3 separate regions of the Mus musculus genome follow, and all the other regions are linked to region 1. The links are chromatin contacts, called in public promoter capture Hi-C maps. All regions are on one chromosome and are shown on one strand. Each heading gives the region's core, a stretch centred on a gene start, on an enhancer-like site or on the middle of the called end of the contact. The rest is flanking DNA. Distances are from core to core; before and after follow the strand shown. Region 1 holds the start of Has2 (hyaluronan synthase 2). Region 2 has its middle 84 kb from the start of Slc22a22. Region 3 has its middle 53 kb from the start of Gm35627.

What was found. Promoter capture Hi-C pulls out the DNA fragments that hold promoters and counts their contacts.
Region 2: a promoter capture Hi-C map of second pharyngeal arch cranial neural crest shows a contact between it and region 1, with 5 times the contacts expected there. The contact joins the enhancer-like site here to the promoter of Has2 in region 1. A contact is called at or near these places in 12 of 39 promoter capture datasets (the 3T3-L1 cell line, 3T3-L1-derived adipocytes, the C10 cell line and 8 more), 2 of 484 Hi-C or Micro-C datasets (adipose-derived mesenchymal stem cells and embryonic fibroblasts) and 1 of 115 datasets of contacts at active chromatin or transcription factors (embryonic stem cells).
Region 3: a promoter capture Hi-C map of liver shows a contact between it and region 1, with 4 times the contacts expected there. The contact joins the enhancer-like site here to the promoter of Has2 in region 1. A contact is called at or near these places in 11 of 39 promoter capture datasets (the 3T3-L1 cell line, the C10 cell line, the HPC-7 cell line and 6 more), 2 of 115 datasets of contacts at active chromatin or transcription factors (embryonic stem cells and stem cell-derived neural progenitor cells) and 1 of 9 other capture datasets (adipose tissue).

The regions. Positions count from the first base shown.
Region 1 is chr15:56,693,144-56,696,959 of GRCm38.p6, reverse strand. Has2 (hyaluronan synthase 2) reads left to right here and starts at 2,414. Exons shown (of 4, transcript NM_008216.3): 1 at 2,414-2,966. It overlaps Has2os (hyaluronan synthase 2, opposite strand), which reads right to left. Exons shown (of 4, transcript NR_002874.2): 2 at 3,192-3,346; 3 at 2,883-3,005; 4 at 2,500-2,597.
Region 2 is chr15:57,347,321-57,351,029 of GRCm38.p6, reverse strand. It overlaps a transcript of Slc22a22 not described here. Among named protein-coding and RNA genes, the nearest start is that of Slc22a22, 84 kb to the right of the region's middle. Within about 2 kb of position 1,314, at least 1 of the 459 cell types and tissues checked has an H3K27ac peak or open chromatin away from gene starts, as enhancers often do. A contact at or near this core is called in second pharyngeal arch cranial neural crest, where this site is marked.
Region 3 is chr15:57,463,442-57,467,403 of GRCm38.p6, reverse strand. It overlaps a transcript of Slc22a22 not described here. Among named protein-coding and RNA genes, the nearest start is that of Gm35627, 53 kb to the left of the region's middle. Within about 2 kb of position 2,058, at least 18 of the 459 cell types and tissues checked have an H3K27ac peak or open chromatin away from gene starts, as enhancers often do. A contact at or near this core is called in adipose tissue and liver, where this site is marked.

The DNA.
Region 1 (3,816 bases), core at 1,165-3,664:
TCAGAATAACCCAGTACACCAATAAATTTCAGTATCAACATGTGATACTATAAATATTTTCAAGAGATAGACAGACAGAGAGAGAATATGAATGCATCAACGATAAACGTTCCTTTTCTTTGATTTTTTTTTCTCCACTAGCATCTACTTCCAGAAAACTGAAGTGCCTTTCCAATCCCACAGACAATAAATATTAAAGGTGTGATCTGAGTGTAAGGACTCTTGAATTGTGGATCCCTCTTCGCTTATAGGGAACTTTAACTGTTAGCTTTAAATTATGCTAGTATTTTCTCTCTTGCCTCTGTGAGGACAGGGAAGTGCACAGATGTAGAACCAAAGTTTATACTTGCCTACAGCTGGGGGGAGGGGGGGGCGGAGGGCATGCAACTTTGTTTTATGGCTTATGAATTACAAGGAAGAAACAACAAATGTGTTTTTCTTTAATAAAGAAACTTAGTTTTACTAGGTGTTCTGCTGCTTGAACTGTTAGCATAAGGACGATTTAACACTATTAAGCAACTGTTAGAGTAACTTTGCTTGTGGGCATTTAGGCATTTAGAGATAGAGAAATGGGAGCTATGAGGCCACTGGGGAGTTTACAGGTAGAGACTTGGCATCCCACAATTTCTCCCAACTCAGTTTAATTTACATTATAAGTCACGGCGCAGAAGTTGAGTAATACTTTAAAATAGCAATTTACCACTTCCCAGACCATGAAAAACCAGGAAGCTCAGGTCTGATTAAGTGTGATGAAATTGCGCTCTGAAATTTAAGGCAGTCTTTGCAACAGTTGAATCACCTCAAGCGGGAGTTCAAAGGCTAGAGTCAAGAGAGTTGTGGGGGGGAAATGAGGAAGTCTCCCCAGAGTGGCATGAAGTCAGCCACCAAAGTGATGGCTCCCAGAGGTGAAATGGCCTTGTGTTTGGGTGTGTGGGGGGAGGTGAGGGTCGGGGGTGGGGGGACTGGCTTTGCAGATCCAGCTTTGTGGGGGATGGGTCGGCTGACAACTGCGAGTTGCAGTCACACTCTGCATCCCTATTCACAATCCTCAACTCCACACCTGCCTGATATGTTGCGAGCCTCACTCCCGGTTTATTCCACTTTTCTCTTTTTGTCTGACCTTTAACTATTGCCCAAATTTATATTCCGATCTTATCCGAAACACATATACCATACAGCATCAAGATGCGGTAGAACTCAAACGAAGCCCACATCAAGAGCACGAAGAAGGGAAATAAAAGAAAGGAGGGGATGGGTGGGGAAGAACAGAAAAGGAAGTAAAAGGCAAGTAAGGTTTTAGCAGATTTCAGTTTTAGCCTTACTGCGTAAATCCGCTTTCATTTTTTCCTAAACAGCGCCACCTAGTGTCCATTGTAGCTCTCTGAGTTTTTTTTTCCTTTTACCTTTTCCTTTGGGTGGGGGCAGGGGCGGGGACCGCAAGGATCAAGGGAAAAGGGCGCGGATGCCCTAAGGTTGAAAAAAAAAAAAAAAAAAAAAAAAAAAAAAAAAAAAACCCGAGAAAGAAAACTCTCCAGTCTTGGCGTCATTGAAATTTTAAAATGGTATTTTGAAAACATTAAGTAAAAGGCTGTCAAGAGGCAAAAGTAATTTCAGATGTTTTACGAGATGACTGCTTCCGTACACTTTCTCAGGTTTATTGCTATCATCATTATTATAAACTTCCAATCGAGAATCTTTTGTATGTTTTCATGTCTGAGAATCATGAGAAAAAAAGAAATTTAAAAATTTTCCTCATTTCAGTGTCCAGCCCACCCACAGCGAAAACTGCGGGGGGGGGGGGGGGGAGACGTTGACATTTGCCTTTTGCTTAGAAAGTTTAGAGCTGGGAGGAAGAAAGGGTTAACAAATGGCAAACTAGTCGCTCTTTTTAGCGTCCTAGGCCATTTGTGGAGCAAACTAGGTAGCACGGACGTACACACACACACACACACACACACACAACGCGCACACACACACAGAGTCAGTATTCCGCCAAGAGCAGTGATTTAGCCTAAGAGAACCGTTTGGCCTTAAAATCATTTATATGCAACGGGGAGTTTATCAAGTCGAGGGAATCCTTGTAACGCAGACAGACTTCAGCAATATTTGCAGAGCAGGGCTGCCCGCTCCGCGGTCACTGCCTGAGGAGAGGTATCAGGCGGTGGTCAGCATCTGTGCTCCGCGTTTCTCAGCACACGTTAACAATCAAGTTAATTGAATTCATTGGAGTTTAGAAGCGGCCTCTAGCTCAGAGAGGGCTTTGAATGGCCAATTTCTCTCTCTTCCCCCCACTCCTCCCCGCCTCCCATCCCGCCCAGTCCCTCCCCTCCGGGTTCCCCAGTCTACACCTCCCTCCTCCACTCCCCTCACCCCCACTCCCTCCTCCGTCCTATTAAAACACCCACCGGCTCACTTGTTAAGACCCCCTTAAGTTGGAGGAGGCAGAAAGGCAACCACAGCGAAGAAGAAGGAGAAGTCAAGGCGTCTGGAAAGAATTACCCAGTCCTGGCTTCGAGCAGCCCATTGAACGGGGGACTTGAACCAGCCAAAGACTTCTTCATTCTGCTCTTGCTAGACTCTGCTGAGTCTTGACCCGGCTTGTAGGTTGATGTGAAAAGAGATTTTGTGTCGTCGGAGGGAAGGGGATTGGAGCAAATAGCAAAACAGGGGGAAAAGTTAATTTATTTTTAAAGCACATTTAACAAAAAGAATTAGAAGACTTAAGTGCAGCGGAAATAATAAAAGAGAATATTAGTGAAATTTCTTCTCAAAGAGGGGAGAACCAAGCATTTAAGGCTCCCCCATCTTTTTTTTTAAATGTTGTTTTTAAATTTCTTATTTTTTTTGGCCGGTCGTCTCAAATTCATCTGATTTCTTATTACCTCAATTTTGGAAACTTCCTTCCACGACCCTCCGGGACCACACAGACAGGCGGAGGACGAGTCTATGAGCAGGAGCTGAACAAGGTACGTTATACAGACGCGTTTGGGTGAACTTTGAATTCCCTAGATAGATTGGGGGCAGAGAAGAAATTATCAACAGAGCTTTAAAAAAAAAACCAACAACAAAAACCCCCTAGTTTCTATAGAAACATTTGAGGTCTGAAGTGTCCCCCAACTCCCCCCCCTCCCCCCCGCAACAAACTGCCCATGAGGGAATATTGCCAATCACTATCAAGTCTCGCAGCATACCCTGGGTTTTAATCATCCGGTGAAATCCGCTGCCTCTCTGGGCGCACAGGTAACTTGCGTGGCCAAGGAAAGCTGATTGTCCCGGGGTGTACTTTTCCACTGGGCATCTTCCCGAGCGTCAAAGGGGCTCCGGAGTCAGAAAACAAGGATTTCCACTGTGTACGGAAAATTCATCCCACAACTGTCCTTACCTTCCTACCCTTCCCTTCTTTCTCCCTCACCTCCCACCAGTATGTGGGCTGGACACCCTGGCACAGTTCTGTGCGGGGGTGGAGGTGGGGGTACAAACAAAACCGCTCAATTTTGGCTTAGACTGAAAGGGTTAAACGATCCGGGTTTCCAGCTACGTTAGGCTGGAAGAGACCCCAAGGAAAGTCCTGCGCCACCTCCTCGCGCTACCATCCTGGTTCAGCCACTCCCCCCTTTTCCCGGGCCTCCACTCCTTTGCAGTTTCCAAACTCCATTAAAGTGTCAGGCAGCGAGCATCCGGGCACAGCCACCCCGAGAAAGCCTTTCCTGGGGCAAGGGGTCCCTCACGCAGGCATTCGCCGCTGGGGGAGAGAAGAGAGCGCGCATCCCTCCTTGCGCTGGCCGGCCGGCCCGCACCCCTTGGGCAGGGCGTGCG
Region 2 (3,709 bases), core at 65-2,564, 660 kb before region 1:
ATCACAGCCAACCATCAGACTGAGCCTGAAGACCCCAATGGAAGAGCTAGGGGAATGACCGAAGGAGCCTAAGGGAATTGCAACCCCATAAGAAGAACAATATGAACTAACTGAACCACCCAAAGCTCCCAGGAACTAAACCACCAACCAAAGAGTATCCATGGGGGAGCCAGGACTCCAGATACATCTGTAGCAGAGGATAGCCTTGTCTGATATTAATGGGACGGGAGGGAGGCTTGATGCCCCAGTGTAGGGGGATGCTAGAGGTGTTAGGTGGGAATGGGTAAATGGGAGCACCCTCATAGAAGCAAAGTGGAGGGGGTAAAAGGGGGTTGGGATGGGAGGTAGGTGGAAGGGTAACCGGGAAGGGGCAGAACATTTGAGATGTAAATGAATAAAATGATTGCTACTACTATGACCACGACCACGACCACGACCACGACCACGACCACGACCACGACCACGACCACGACCACTACCACTACTACTACTACTAGGAGCCTGACAGTTCCAATTCCTAGGACTCACCTTCAGCTATAGACATTTTGTTCATATGCCACCTGTGCTGAATCACTGATCACTGAAGTAGCTTTCAAAGCTCAAACCCAAACAGATTCATCCTGTGATCAATTATAACCATGCCCCTCTGCTATCAGATGGTTAACTTGTAAGGATACATAGACTGCAATATGAAGAATAAGCCTTTACAGCAGTGAGAGAGTATTCATTTCATACAATAAAGTCTATTTAAAATGTATCATGTTCCACTTGTTATAAAATGAACTAGGTCAATTTTGATGTGATTATTACACCTATTGAATAAGCTTCACAGAGGTTTCCCATGGGCCTTCACATTATTAGAAATGCCAGAGTTTCCATGATGAAATATTCCTAGTGATATTTCAGGTCAACCTAAGCTACATAGGCTAAATTCCATCCCTCTGGCTCTCTGGTGAATACCTCATATCTCAGGGTAACCTTCCAATGTCGGTCAGATTAATCTTGCACATGAACTAAATGGGACAAAAATGTGGTCATTCCAGCATTTCCACAAAACTAACTGCTATTCTCACTCAACTATTAAATGTCTTTCTAAGGTTCTCACTCTCATAATTACACATACTTACATGCCTGAAATCTTAATTTGTATAGCTTAGTTGCAAAACTTAAAATAGTATGTTGGTTATAAAGATCAATTTCATCTTTTACTTTTCAAGCCAGAAAAGTGTTGCACAGGATCAGGCTGCTGGGGAAGAGAGAAGTTGCCATTAGCCAGAGCTAACTGCCAATGACAGTGAAATTGGTCTTGCTGACACATCTTTTCATGCTGCATGCAACTGGAAATAATTTGCATTGATCATAAGTTCCTCTGCTCTGGTGGACTCTGTTGCAAGAATGCTTATATGAAATGTTCTTTCTTAGTTCCATTATTTATGACACATTAGCTAAGCTGCACTTGAGTTTCTATTTACAGGAGGAATAAGGAAAATTTCAGATTTAGAGAGTATCAGTTTGTGAATCTAATAATTTAGAAGTTGTATTCTTTAGCCTCATTGATAATATCATTGAGTTTCTAGAATTCGCTTTGGTAATGTATTTATGCCTAGACTCAGAAAATGTTACCCTACACATGTCTTGTCCTTCTTTCTTCCCTTTGTGACATTTCTCTCATCAAACTCACTTATCTTCTTTATTTTATCCTCCTGTTATTTCTTTCCATTTTTATATAATATCTGGATTAATTTATAATCACTAGTAGTGTATAGGAGTTTATTTCTCTTTGTGTCATAGCCAGCATTTGTTATTTGTAGTTTTTGGAAAGATGGCAATTCTGAGGTGGTTTTAATTTGTATTTCCCTGATGGTTAAGGGTGATGAGCAATTTTAAATGTTTATGGTTCTTTAGTGTTTAATCTTTTGAGAGATGACCTTTGCTTTAACACATTCCTTGACTGCAATCTTCTCTGATATTCAGTAATTTTTTCTTCTTTATATATTTTAGAAATAAATACTATGTCACAAAGAACTTAGCTCACACATCAAATCCTATAGCTCACACTTTTTTTCTGATTTTGTGGAATGTCTCTTGGCTTAATTTCTTTTAGTGTATTTAAGCTTATTAATTTTATCCAATTATATTTATTAATTTTTGGGTTTCTTTCTTAACCTATTGAGGTTCTCATCAGAAAGTCCTTAGCTATGGCATAGAAGTCTTTTCCACATGTTTTCCTCCAACATTTTCAGAGTTTTGTGTCTTACATGAAAGCCTTTGATCCTGATTTGAATTAAGTGTTGTTCAATGTGAGAAAAAGATATAGTTTTATTTTGCATGTGACTATCCAGTTCTTCCAGCACTATTTATTGAAAAGGTTGCATTTCTTCCAGTGCTTGTTTGTGGCATCGTTTTCCAGTCAAGTATCTATAGCTGTACAGGTTGATTTGTAGCTCCTCCTCCACTGATCTACGTGCCAGTTTTTGTGATAATACCATGCTGTTTCTGTCACTATGAACTTGTAGTGTAAATGGAAGTCATATTTGGTGATGTCTCCTACACAGCTCTTTTTACTCAGAACTGCCTCCACTTTTCAAAAGTGATTTTTGTCTTTTGTGTTTCTTTCTGAATTTTAACATTGTTTTCTATATTTATTTAAAGAATGCTATTAGATGATCACCACATCACATCTGTACATTGCTTTTGATTATATAATTTACATACATACATACATACATACATAATATAGCCAATATTTGACTGTCAATTGTGGGAGGTACTTCTATTTCCCAGTGACTTCTTTATTTTTTTCAGTATTTTAAAATTTTCAATGTAGAGTTCTTTCACTTCCTTGGTTTAGTTTATTCCAAAATATTCTCTTTCTCTTTTTTGTTTGCAGTTTCTTTGGTTTTATTGAAATGCAAAACATGCACACAAGCCATCTATCCATTTTCTTCACTGTGTGTGGCATTGGGATTGGTGACTCTGATGGCCAGCTGTGCTGCTCTTTCTATGATGGCTTCACATCAGCAGCACTTCCAGATCCTTGACATTGTGAACCACAAACATCCAGAAGCTGCTAGGCTGCACGTGCTTGGTTTTCTTGTTGCTCCCATACCAAAGTTGGGCATCAGGATCTGGCCCTTGAATCAGCTCCACACCCTGTTGTTGATGCCTCTAGGTTTCTGCCAGTTTTGCTTCATTTTCACATAGCAGTCTGACTGGTGCCTGGTGAACTTCTTGGTCCTCTTTTTGACAATCTTGGGCTTCACCAGAGGCCGGAGGGCAGCAGCCATGATGCCGCAAAAGAGATGGCAGCCACCTCGCAGGAAATGCCGAGGAAGAAGGAAGGAGAATCTTTTATTTCTTTCAAAGCTATTATGATTATTGTGTTAAACTTTTGACTTAGAAGAAAGATCATTAAATTTTTGTTTGTTAATTTTTTATCCAGTTCCTTTGTTGAACACTTTTTATCAGTTCCAGATATTTTTCTGGTGGCGTCTATAGGTTTCTGTAAGTATAAAATAATATGATCTATAAATTATGATGTCATAACAGCCTCTTATGCTACTTAAATCCATTTTTTGTTTCTCTAATCTTATTCCTCTGGCTAATGCTTCATGTTTGATATTGCCTAGAATTGGAGAAAGTGTACATAGTTGTTTAATTCCTTGTTTTATTTGGAATACTTTCATATAAGCTTCATTATTTTGAGATA
Region 3 (3,962 bases), core at 809-3,308, 770 kb before region 1:
TGAAATGGAGCTTATTTGAGTTGAAGCCTTTCTGTAAACCCTTCCTTCCTCACACATGTGCATTTTGGATACAACCAGGAGAGATATTTGAAGTTCAGAACCCACAAACAGAGCACAATGACCATTGGTTTGCCTTCCAAAGGAACCATGTTCTGTCATGTGAAACCTCCAGATCAATTGTCTAGGCCTCTCCTGTTATGTAGGTGCAGGTCAGGTTGCTAGGAAACCACGGGGCCCCCTCTACCTATAATGGGAAAGCAGAGGGGTACAGTTAGGGAAAAGGATGACTTTTATTAGATTGTAAGTGTTTCCACCTTGGATGCATTTCAGAAGATTTTATTCCAGATGTTTGTCTGGGATCTCCTCTGGCCACCTGCACGCTCATTGCCTCTGGGGTTATGTCTTCGTATCTCACAGTGAATGCAGTTCTTTGCTTTCCAATAGCATTTAATTTTACATGCATGATCTGAGTTAATCAGTACAGCATCGAGGTGGTGGTGTGACTGCCTTACTGCGCTCAACTCCACGTTGCAGTGACTAGGACACGTCAGAGCCTCCTGTCATCTGTTAGACCTTTTAGTGAGTACAGGCAATTATCTTGCTCACCTTGATGTTTTCCACAGCAACATATCAAATCTATAGACAAAAGTATCCTGTTTTGTTTATATTTGCTTAGATTCTTCTGGGTATGTGAATCTTCTGTAATTGCATTGTCCATTTGAATATGAGAAAGGGGAAATTACAATTTGTAAGAAAGGAAATATGGAGGTAGGTGAAAGTGGAGAGTTGGAGAGTAACCTTGACTCTTCCCATTCTCAGAGGTCAGAGAAGAGATGTTGTCCAAGTGTAGACTGTAAGCATGGGTTCATGTCTTAAGGAAGCCTTATCTTTGAAGGGACGATGGGTTCTATATTCCCCCCCACCCCCGAGAAACCTCATAGCAAAATCCAGTGAAAAGCTGCTATTTCCATAGCTCTTGTGCCTTGATGATGATGAGCCTGGTGATGTGTTAACCAGGCCCCTGCTTAAAGGCTGGGTGAACCCTATTGCCTCATCTCTGTGGGCTTTTTTTTTGTGTGCAATTTGGGTATTTCTTTTTCTCTACAGCTATGAGAATGACTTGTGTGCTAGTCCTATTGGCTAGCCATTTAAGCACTTTGTCTATGAAGAGGTTAGTGTGTGAGGGGGCAAAGCATTCTTACTTAATGTTCCTGTCAAAGATCATGGATGAATGCCAAAGCCACAACTTTCCTTGTTAAATATTAATGCATTATTTCTCCCTGCAACTACTAAATATTTAGCTTAACCCATTACTTTTGTGTTAAGGCCTGTGATAGTCACTGCCTATCATGCTAAAAAAAATCCCTATAGTTTTTCAAAATAAAATAGCCATGGTTTAGTGGAAAGAACCAGAGACTTACATTTAATGGTATTACATTTTAAACTCGCTGTGTGTTGCTAAAATCAATCCCCCCCTTTTTTGGGTGCAGGGGTGGGGTGGGAGGAGATGCATACATATGAGTTTCTATATCCACTAAAAGAATGGAGTAGGGGTTTGGGGAGTCATTGCCTGAATCCTTGTGAGTATTGGAATCAGATGGTTTGGCTTCCAAAATTCCTTCCATTACACACTCACTGTGCAATTTGGAGACATTCACATGAACTTTTACATCTAAGCTTCCTCACAGTATAAAACAGAGAGTAAGGGTACTAAGTTCAAAGAATTAAAGGGGTGAAACAAGGCACAAAAATGCTCAGCAAAATATCTAGCATATGGTAAAAGCCCAGCAGGTGTATGGAATTATTATTCATGTTCATATAGGCCAGCTGTGCAGCTTCAGTGAGGTTCTTAAATCTTAGTTTCAGGACTGTTAGCTGTGAATCAGAGGAAAAAAAATGCAGTCTCAGTGAGTTGCAATTTTGTCTACTAGAAATTAGTCTGTGTTCAACTATTCATATCTCCGCCTTTAGAATTCAGGGTGATGTGTTCAGGGCTGATAATTGAGATCTGTTGAACCAATACAGAGTGATTTTTGTCCACATCTGCAATAGTTTAATAGACTTCAACCAGATCACCCTTTCTGCGTTTGTTGTTGTTTTTCTCTTCGTCCTTCATTTTGGACTCTGTATTCATTTGTCCGCTTGCCAAATCTTTTGATCACCAGTTTCATTTTCTGGCATTTCTCCGTCTTTGCTTTGTCACTCTTTTGTAACAGTGAGCAGAGCTATCCTGGAATACACATGGGTGTCAAATTTAGAATAAAACCAGTAGAGAACCAATGTATTTATATGTGGTTTTTATTTTCATCGATGTGACTAGGTCCTGTCCAGTCTGGGAACCAGAGAAAGAAAAGTATAATTGAATAAGCTCTCCACATATGAAGGAGCCCTTTGTAAATTGGAGTCAGTGACCTTACACTGGCCAGGCATCCTTCCTTACTGGCCAGTTTCTAGTTTGCTGAAGTAACTGCTCCTTGAAATGCTAATAAGCTTAATTGTGGCTGGAAGTCACAGAGGGCAAGTCTTTCCTGTGATAAGAAAATAAGAACTCTTTTCTGTGAGTCTACCGGATTACCACCTACTTGAGAGATAGGAGGTAAGAGGCAAAAAACCCAAACCAAAAAAAAAAACCAAACCAACCCAAAATGCAAGCCAATACCACTCTTCCTCTGAATGGTTGGTCACTGATCCCTGGAACTGTTGACAAATTACAACTAGAAAGAAATCATTTCTGACAATGAGAATTGGAAGAAGATTGGTTATTTCCTGGCACAAGGGAGGGAATGATTTGATTGATTTCCAGGGAGTCTCCTCTCAAAATTGTTTGGGAAGAAAGCAAAGCTCATAAAATAACTTTGAGAACGGTTTGGTGAAATCTATGACCTAACCAGAAGGGTTTTGGGGCTCTCGTTTTGAAATGCCAGTTTTAGGAACCTAGCTTTAGCGGTATCCTCATATGCATCTGTGCGTGTTGTGACTAACTCAAGTAGACTGAATTTCAATGTTCAACTGCTTGATGAGACAGAAGTCTCCAGCTGGAGTACCGGAAGTATTCATCACAGAAAGATGAATTTTGCTCTTTTGTGACAGCTTAGACACCACAGACTCTCTGCCCTGGATGGGAATCTGGGGATCGTGAGCCCCAGGCTGTCATGCTCGGCGTTGAAGCCATCATTTACAGACATCATCGCATCTGTTGCATTTGGTTCCTGGCCAGCTAAGGACAGTCTCCTCTGTGATGCAGGGAATGTAACACAGTGTTTTTGACGTCTGGAGGCTCACTAAAGTGGACTGAAAAAGTTAAAACGTAGCAAACCATACCGATGCCCGATCCTCAAGCATTTAAATCAGAATCCACGAGTTCTGCACTTCTGAAGGAGTTTAAAGTACTCCAGGAAATTCTGAGGTAGAACGAGAGCCCCGTTTTGTACTTGCAAAGGTATCCCTGCTATGTTTCCTATATGTTCCCGATTAGGTGTCTAGCCTTTCCAAGTTCCATTTCCTTTGGGCGTAACTGCACAGTGCTCACTGGACATGTGTTTTCGGATTGGTTGTTACAACTGCATCCAGAACTCTTTGCAGTCGGATAGGATTTATTATCCTCCCATCCCAAGTGCATCGCCTGAACATTGTTCCTGAGTATTTCTCCCATGGACAGCTGCTGTCATGTGAGTTTAAGGTGCATTATGGGATTTATATTTCCTTTGCTTTCAGATGTGACTCCAGTTTCCCATTAATACAACGTCTTGTATAAAGTACAAGATCAACATGCATTAATTAAACAGCTGAGTGGCTACAGCACAGTCTTTGAGGTGTGACTCAGACTTTGCTCCAAATGATATGGAAAATCTTCGTGGTTTAAGCTGTAGATGTTTTCACACTCAAAGATCTGAGGGGGACTGGTACTTAGGTAGAGCATGGCTGATTCAGCTGAATACCAGGCTTTTGCTCAGTCTGGGACC